Regions from separate parts of the Eptesicus fuscus genome. Here region 1 is linked to region 2. A link is a contact called in public Hi-C data. All regions are on one chromosome and are shown on one strand. The core of a region is the stretch at or near the end of the contact, and the rest is flanking DNA. Distances in the headings are between cores, read along the strand shown. Region 1 holds the start of SLC6A5 (solute carrier family 6 member 5). Region 2 holds the start of PRMT3 (protein arginine methyltransferase 3).

Evidence for each region. A called contact is a pair of places that touch in the nucleus more often than the background predicts.
Region 1: a Hi-C map of liver shows a contact between it and region 2, with 3 times the contacts expected there. The contact joins the promoter of SLC6A5 here to the promoter of PRMT3 in region 2. A contact is called at or near these places in 2 of 2 Hi-C or Micro-C datasets (liver and muscle).

What each region holds. Positions count from the first base shown.
Region 1 is chr13:56,390,237-56,394,687 of DD_ASM_mEF_20220401, forward strand. It overlaps SLC6A5 (solute carrier family 6 member 5), which reads left to right and starts at 1,387. Exons shown (of 16, transcript XM_054725220.1): 1 at 1,387-1,404; 2 at 2,446-2,982. The coding sequence starts at 1,387.
Region 2 is chr13:56,247,842-56,252,608 of DD_ASM_mEF_20220401, forward strand. PRMT3 (protein arginine methyltransferase 3) reads left to right here and starts at 2,400. Exons shown (of 16, transcript XM_008148971.3): 1 at 2,400-2,458; 2 at 2,720-2,855; 3 at 4,404-4,486. The coding sequence starts at 2,431.

The DNA of each region.
Region 1 (4,451 bases), core at 137-2,636, 140 kb after region 2:
CCAAAGGAAAGTCCCTCTTTTTTATCGCCACGGCCACCCCCCACCCCCGCCGGAGTAGGGCAGCACACCTTCCCATGGCTTGGGGGATGGCCAGCCCTGCCAGCTGGCTGTGGGGGATCCTGGTTCTGAGGGTGTCTAAGACCTCACGCTTCCAAACCAGGCCTAGCTGCGGTGAGTTTTTATTGAGAGCGCTAAGAAGAAAACATGAGTCTCCTTTGACTTTGAAAGTGACCTAAGAACCAGGTCGGTGTTGGAGATGCTTCCCTTTTTATTTCTCTAAAATAGTTTTCAGAGGAGCTTAACAAATACATTGAGGGCAATCGTAATTTTACCCAGGGATTTCTGTTGTGTCAATAGAGATAAAATAGGAATGCAAATGGTAGACCTCAATTTTTAAGCGAAAGTCCAGGATCCCTCTAACACTGGTCGTCTGGAAGGGTAGGGCTGTGAGACTCTAAGTCCCCATACACGCAGGTGGGCACAACACCCTTACCCAAGCAGCACCCCTGTGCGGCAGCCATGGCAGAGCTGTGGTGCCACGAGCAGACCCTCCATCGTTTGGGGGGTAATATTGTGGAATCCGCTGCTTGCAGATTTGGAGAGGCAGCTACGGATGTAGTAGCAGAGAGGGATGGAAACATGACGGTGATTTAACTCCTTCCCCCGCGCCCACCTCGGCAGCCCAATCCGCTCTGCGCCTCGCCTTGGGTGCAGTGGGACGTGTCCTTCCCATGTTTTCCTTAATTAGGGAGAGGCAAACTTCTGTCATCTCCTCCCGCTGGCTTCGGTTTAGTAATCAGACCCACATGAGTCACGCTGAACACGCAGCCCCCCTCCCTCCCGAGTGACAGCAACGGGCCAGCGTACTCACGGCTGTTGTCCCTTTAAAACTCGAATCCATGGGGGTAATGATTTATCAAACTTGTATTATCAAGAAAATGTCAAACGAAGGGCACCTTGCTTTGCACTGACGCAAACCTCGCCTTTCCTAAGGAGATATAGAAAGCGCCTCTCTAGCTGGAATCAAAGCCAGTCTTGTCAGTAGCTGGTTTCACGCTCTCTACCTATTCAATCTGCTGCCGGTGTCAGACATGGTGAGTGTTTGCTTTTTTGTTGTTCTTTTAAGAGAGGGGGCTGCGGGGTTAGGAGGAGCAGATTCGTTTTTGAATGCTTCTTTTTGAAATGTTCTGTACATTTTGGAAGAAGGAGGGAGGACGGTTGTCACAGCCGTAGTATTTGCACTTGTGGTCCAAGAGGTTTCTGAAGGTATGGAGCGGAGAGGTTGGCTGGGTCACCTACCCTGCGGATTCTCAGCACTGTCCTCGGTGCTGAAATCAGATGCCGGTGGGAGGCTAGTGGCTCTGGGTCCTAGAGGCTGAGATAAGCATGCTTGCTGGAGTCAAGGTACTTTAGATTGGTGCAAATTAAGGAGTTCTGCTGTGTGCACTTGTGCAAGAAGACTCGATGAGAGGTGTGTGGATGAGCTGACGATAATACGATTATTCTCACAGTATCATAGTAATTCCTGGTACTAATGTTTAGGAAACCTCGAAAGATAACGAGAAGGAAGAAAGCAGACGGAAAAACCACCGCTGGTAGTTCTTTTAATTTGAACCTCAGTTGGGAGAAAGCAAATGAAAATCAATCATGAGTTTTGGTCCCCACGCAGGTGTAGGGCCATGAAGGATATCAGACTTCTGTGAATAGGTATTCTGGGTTGGAGGCGGGCACTTTGCATGTTCTTTTACATGTCTGGGAATCTGGGAGTAAATGTAGATTGTGTAAGATAACAAACCTGGTTACCGTCTAGTGTTTTAAGTGTGGTTTGTCAATGTTGTTGGGTTGTTGTTGCTATCCCTGCCTTTGCTACCTGGCGGGCAGGGGTGGATTTTGGATCACTGGGATTCGCACAGACGATTTGGCCTGAAATCCTCGCAGGTGCCAGGGCATCAGCTTTGTGGCCACAGCTTGTCTATCGCTTATGGGAAGAAAAAAAAAAAGAGGCAATGTGCATTGTTGAATGACAAAGGAAATGGGGCGGAAAATTAAAGAATCTTTCTACAATGGCGATGGGGACATGGGCACCCTACAGCCGTGATGTGAAATCCAAAGAGGGCGGGGAGCTCGTGACTGTAGGGCTATTTCCACCCTCCCCTTGACACTCCAAAAAACCCAGTTCTGCCTCTTTTCCTAGTTCCACTCCGCCAGGGAGGAGAATGTTAGCTTCCTTATGTCATCTGGTTATTGACCCGACAGGCAAATTGAAAAATACTGACTGCAGTTTTTCTTGGAAAAGGAAAGAAAAATCCGGATTTCAATTTGTTCCTTAGATCTTGTGTTTGGACCTGAGCTGTGAACATCTCTAGATGTAGACACAGGTTAATTTCAAAGCTGCCTTGATTTTTTTTTTCTTCTTTTTGCACGAATTTCACGTTGTATTTGCAGGATTGCGGTGCTCCCAAGGAAATGAACAAACAACCAGCCAACAGCCTTGAGGCGGCGGCGGTGCTGGGCCACCACGAGGGTTCCTGCGCGCCCAGGACCAGCCCGGAGCAGGACCTTCCCGCAGCCTCAGCCACGCCGCCCAGTGTGCCCCGGTCGGCTTCCACCGGCGCCCAAACTTTCCAGTCCCTCGATGCACGAGCCTGTGAGGCTGAACGCCAGGGGCTGGGGGCTTGCAAACTCAGTAGCCCGAGGCCGAGGCCGCCAGCCCCCTCCGCGGCTCTGCGGGATTTGAGCGAGACTCATGGCGCGCAGGCTGCCCCTCCTGGGGGCGCAGGGCCGGGCAACGCGATGCATTGTAAGATTCCGGCCCTTCGGGGCCCGGAGGAGGATGCGGACGTGAGTGTGGGCAAGGGCACCCTGGAGCGGAACAATACCCCAGCCGTGGGCTGGGTGAATATGAGCCAGAGCACCGTGGTGCTGGGCACGGATGGAATCACGTCTGTGCTGCCTGGCAGCGTGGCGACCACTGCCGCCCAGGTAAGCAGGTTGCTCTCGGCCCGCGCAGCCTCCCGCTCCCCAGGCGCGCGAGGGGAGCGGGCAGTGGCGGGTGCACGTGTGCTGATGCGGAGACTGGTTGGCAGTGTCAGGTAATGGGGTGCTGACGGCAGCTTTGGGGCTTCGGAAGCTCGCACTGCGCTGGGGTCTCCAGTTCAGGGCAGGGGGGCTGTAGTGACCCGGCCCGAGGGATAGACCTCAGGACCTGCCGCTCCCTGTCCCTTCCCAGCCTCAGTGGGAGCAGAAACCGGGTGCAGCCTGCTTCAGCAATTGAGGCAGATAGATTCCTACCCCCTTACGAAGACAACCCCCACTTGCCAATAACTGGGTCTTTAATTATTTTTCTTAATTAAAAAAGAAGAAACACCCAGAGGAAATACTCGTTTAAGTGTTGTAGCCTTTTCACTGTGAGTTACCCTTTATCACGTGAGAACTCGTTTGATGGGAGTTGGGTTTACGGGAGCCTGCTCCCGAAACTTAAGTTTCAAGGCTTTCCCAAAAATAAGTAAAATAAAATAAATCTGGTACCTAATGTTGTCATCCTAATTTTGTATGCCCCAGCCCTCCATTCAATTGTATAAGCTTCAGGCTCCACAAACCTGGAACCAGCTCTGCATTTGATCCTTGATGCTCAACCAGAGGCATGAAAAACCCACAGAGCAAACCCCAATCGTGGGTGAAAGATAAGCAACTATTACCGGTGGTCCCTTCTCCCACATAGGCTTCGTCTTCTTCCACTTTCCCCCAGTCTCTCCCCTTCCTCTGCTCTCTTCTTTGCTCTGTCCCATTCCACCTACTTCAGCTCGTCCCTTCCTGCCTTTCTACTATCTCCTCTCCTCCCTGGGCTCAAGGGCTAGCTAGGCATGTATGCAGTGGTGGGTGCCTAAGCCAGAACAGCCATCGGGATGAGATTTTGGATTTATATAGCCCTTCTGTTTGTAGTCACTCTAGTGTTGGTTCTCGTTCTCTCTCTCTCTCTCTCTCTCTCTCTCTCTCTCTCTCTCTCTCTCACACACACACACACACACACACACACACTTATCCACAGACCCATGCAGCAGGAGCTCAGCTGTTAGAGTAACTAGAAATGAACAAACACTTTGGCTCTTCCACCCTGTCCTTGTTGTTGTTTTTTTTGGTTTTTTTTTTGGGGGGGCACTTCTGGAGTGTTCATCTCTGTGTATTAACTGCTTCTGACAGCATGTGCCCACCGGTGTAACCCCAGATGGAGGCAGAATTTTGTTTCTCGTGTCTTCTTAACCTCCGCACTGCGGCAAAAGCCGCCGGAACTCCCACCCTGCTAGCTCTGGAAGAATGGGAGGTGGAGGTGGGGGTGGGGCTGGTACGTGTGGGGAGGAATGTAGGGGGATGTTAAAGACGTTCAGTGTAGATCAAGCCCTGCATTTGCCTATTTTTAGCTCTGCCCATCTTTTTGTGGTTGCCTTTCTGAC
Region 2 (4,767 bases), core at 1,150-3,649:
GTATTCTTAGCAGAGGCCTTGAGGTGGGAACAGGATGAGTCCAAAGGAAAGGCTGGAGGATGGGGCCCAAGATGAATGGTTGAGTTGAGATGGGACATGAGGCAGGATTATGTAGAGCCTGGTAGGCCATGGTAGCCAATTTCATTTTAGAAACGTGTGCCATCAGCATGCTAGCCTCTGGGATTAAGAGTCTGGGGCATTACCTTCCGAAATTACTGTTGCCCACTCCCACCTAATAAAGCCGTCTATGGTTTGAACAGATACGGGGAAGGGAAGAAAGACATGAGGCATGGAAAGGTTTGTGTTCCTCCCACACGGCAGCCAGCATGAGACTTTCTAAACCAGCGATTTTCAACTGGTGTGCCACAAGATTTTTAAAAACATGCCATACCTGACTAGTCAGGGGCACTGACCTCTTTTCCCTCAGACTGTCACATAAAAAATGACAACGACCAACACAATAGCCATCTGGTGTGAATGGATAAAAATTATACCTATTTTGTCCTGGTCGGGTGGCTCTGTTGGTGGAGTATTGTCCCATACACCAAAAGGTTGTGGGTTTGATTTCCAGTCAGGACACATACCAAGATTTCAGGTTCAATTTCCAGTCGGGGTGTGTACAGGAGGCAACCCATTGATGTTTTTTTTTTTCACATCAATGTTTCTCTCTCTAAAAAAATCAATGAAAACATATCTTTGGGTGAGGATTAAAGAAAGAAAAAAATCCTACCTATTTTTTGTCAGATAGGCAAAAAAATATATTTTTTTGGTGGGCCGCAGAATTTTAGTGATTAGTTTATGTGCCAGGAGATGAAAAAGGTTGAAAATCGCTGTACTAAACACATCTGACCGCCCTGGCAGGGTAGCTCAAGTGATTAGAGTGTTGTCTGATAAACCAGGGTTGCAGGTTCGATCTCTGGTCAGGGCACATACAATAATCAACCAATGGGTGCATAAATAAGTGGAAAAGTTGATGTTTCTCCCTCTAAAATCAATAAAAACTTTTTAAAAATAAAAATAAGTAAATACATCTGACAGTATTACTCCCTTGCTTAACCAAACAGGTCAACTGCTTACCGTTATTGAGGATAAAGTTAACAATTATGTCTAAACACTTTACATGTATTAATTCGTTTTTATCCTTACAATAACCCTGTGGTTAGTGCATTATCTCCATTTTGTAGTTGAGGAAATGGAGGTAGGGAGATGTCAAGTAACTTGCTGAAAATCATAGAGTTAGGCAGTGTCTACAAAAGAAATATCCAAACCTGTAGAGAATTTTAATAAGTTTATTTGAGCCAAACTGATGACCTACGCTGGGGAGCAAGATCTCAAGTGCTCCGGAGAATAAGTCTTGCAGTTTCTCTTATGCATTTAAAATTAAGGAGGGAATGTAAGGAAGATTACATTAAGGTGGGAAAAAGCAAGGCCAGGATTGGGTTACAGGATAGTTCACGAGGTTCTGTGTTTTCTTGAGGGCGGTTATGGTTAATTTCAAACGTGTATTAACCCAGATGCACAGAAACAATGGACAGGGCTTGCTTAAGGTCAAAATGAACCTTTTACTAAACGTTATATGCCTGGGGTTGATTACCCAACCTGACTTGCCCAGTTAGGGATTTATGGTCAGATCACTCCGTGAAGTTATTTTCCATGGAAAAGGGATAGAAGAAGGAATCAAACCAAGTACTAGTAGGTTGGCTACGGAGTCCATGTTCTCACTTTACCACTGAACATTAAAGACTGAGATCCTTAAAGCAGCCTGCAAGGCTTTGGTCTGCAGTACCCCCACGCTGGCTCCCGCAGTTCCCTCTCCCCCAGCTTTACCGCATGGGGGTGAGGGGGGAGGGAAGCCCAGGAACCAGAGGAGTCCGGATCCTGCCTGCGTTCTGCCTCCTCCGCCACCAGAGGGCGCCGCGGGCCGCTCTCCCCTCCAAGAACCCAGAACGGGGAAGCTCGGCGGGCGGGGTGCCGACTGCAAAACCGCAGCGGCGTCTCCCCACCAGGGCCCAGGGCTGCGGTCGAGCACCTTCCGCTAAAGCCTGTGGCAGCGGGAGGAAGAAACGAAAGTCGTGTCCAAGGCTGAGACGCTCAGACCGCTTTTCAACGCGCTGACTCCGGGCGCAACGCGTCAACACTGCGGCGGGAGAGGCGGATCTCGGGCCTCAGCCCCGCCCACCCCGGGCTTTCTCCACGCCCACCTGTCCACGTGACCAGCGCCGCCATCTCGGGGCCGGAAGCGCTCCCGAGCCCCCCCGCGCGCGCGCTCTCGCGTGTCTAGACGCCCGCGAAGTGTCCCCAACTCCTTCCCTGCTGCGCGCGTGCGCGCGCTCGTTCCCGGGCCCCGGTCCGAGAGTCCCGCGACGGCCGCGCGCGCCGCTCAGCCAGGTCCCCGCCCCCAGCACGCCGGGCTCCCCGGGCACCTCAGCCATGTGCTCGTTAGCGTCGGGCGCTACTGGTGGGTACTCCCGGCCCCTCAGCACCCGCGCCGCCGAGGGGCTGGCGAAAGACCCTTTCCTCCCCCTGCAGCCTCCGGGGCGCGGAGCCCGGGCGGTGGGGCCTTGCTGGGGGGGGCGGGGGTTGAGGGGGGCTGGGGGAGGTGCCGGGGAGCGGGGCGCGGGCGGCGCTCCCCTGCAGTGGAGCCCTCTCCCCACCCTCCTCCTCGTGCGCCGGGCCGGCCCTGGCGTCCGAAGCGGACCTGACTTTTTGCGTGTGCTAGGAGGCCGGGGCGCTGTGGAGGATGAGGAGGACCTGCCAGACCTGTCCGACAGCGGGGACGAGGCCGCCTGGGAGGACGAGGACGATGCTGAGCTCCCCCACGACAAGCAGCAGACCCCCTGCCTGTTCTGTGACAGGTTCGTCCTCCTCAGCGCCGGGGCTCCTGCCCGCCCGGGGGTGCCCTGCGCTCGAATTCTCCAGCCTGTGGTTTGGAGTGAGGGCTTGTGGAGAAGGAAGACCCCCAAGTGGTATTAGAGGGAGGAGCCATGAACTGGAAGCCAGGTTGTCTTTTCGGCGGGCCTCAGTTTCCCCGTGTGTAACAGGATAGGGTTTTGAACTGGATCTGTGGTTCCCAATTCTGGTAGTGTACCTTTGTGTCACCTGAAACACTTAGGAAAAACACACAGATGCTGAACTCTGCACCACAGTCCTTCTAAGTCAGGATGGCGACCCAGGAATCTTCTCTTATTTTTATAAAGGTCCCAATCTCAGAGTCACTAAACTAATCTCTCAGGAGGACCCTTCCAGCTTTACCAATTCTGTAATTCTCAGACAAGCAGAGAGCTTCACAGGTGCAATGCTTGATTTGAACCATTTAAAGAACAACCCTTCTTAGGTAGGGCTCCTCCCCTATTGAAGGGGAAGGAATTGATGCCTTTTCACTTAGGTTAAAAAGAAGACTCCGATATCAGTAACGTGCTCAAGGTCACCCAGCTGTGGTTTGTCATATCCAAACCCATGTTCTTTCCACGTACAATTCTGCCTCTTCATCTCCACAAGCATTGACTTTGGCTGCTGTCCTGGCACGTGGGCATGAAAGAGGCCTGTGTGGCATCGGCCAGGGTCACTTGATAAACATTTTCCAGTTTTCCTTAAATCTGGGCGTGGTGCTGGTTGGTGGTATGTTAGCCCCTATGGATTCATCATTGTTCGCACCTGTTGCCTCATATGGGTAGCTATAGATGCGTGAAATTTGTGGAGCATCAGGATGGACTTCTTTGTGACAGGCTGCATAAATGCTGCAAAAATGACCGGTCTTGGTAAACATTTGTTGAAAGCTAACTGCTGCATGGCACTGTGCGAGGCATAGAAAAGAGATACGCAGCTTCTGTGCTGCGTATGCCTACTTTGGGTCCTTCAGTTTTACAGGTCACATAATCGAGACTTGGTCCTCACAGTGTCTGTAATGCAAGTACTTTGGGAACACTACAAGATCACCTTTGAAGTACAGCACTTAGGGAATATGCCAGCTGTAAAATTACATTTTATGCGTTATTTCTGAAAGTACTTTGAGCTTTGCCAGTTCAAAGCCTCCAAAAACAAAATTGATACTTAAGAAGAAAAAGAGTCTTACATAGGGAATTTTCATATCTTGAAAGAAACAATCTATCAAAGGGAGTTCTCTTTCTTAAAAGACTTTTGGTAGATTCAGTGCTTTTAATCGGCAAATAAATTACCTTTGACATTTAATGGGTAGTTGGTTTGTTTTAGGTGTAAAATGGAACTGAGAAGTACTGATTCCCTCTGGTTCCTGACTCTACAGAGAATGTTTGTTTTCTCTTGATTGGGAGTAAAACTAGAAACCAGCAGGTTGGGGGGTAAAGGGATTGTATGTTTAACATAAAATCAATATTTAGACTTCCTGGGGACTTTTTCACGAAGCTATTTATTGCTTGATTTTTCAGGTTATTTACATCTGCTGAAGAAACATTTTCGCACTGTAAGTCTGAGCATCAATTTAATATTGATACCATGGTCCATAAACATGGTGAGTATTTTTTAGAATAAGGAACATTTTAGTTGTGAAATTTAAGTTCAAACTATATTTTTCCAGACCTTTCCTTTTCTAAACAATAGTGAAATATATAGCAACAACCTATCTTTTTGTGACAGTGGCCTTTGAGGAAAGATTAAATATAAGTCATTCTTCTAGGTAGGATTTCACTGTAAGCTTATATTGACTTCACAATTCAAAAGGAAGTCAATATAATGATTGCATTTTTATCATATAAATATTAGAATTAAGGAGAGTAGGAGAATATATTAGAA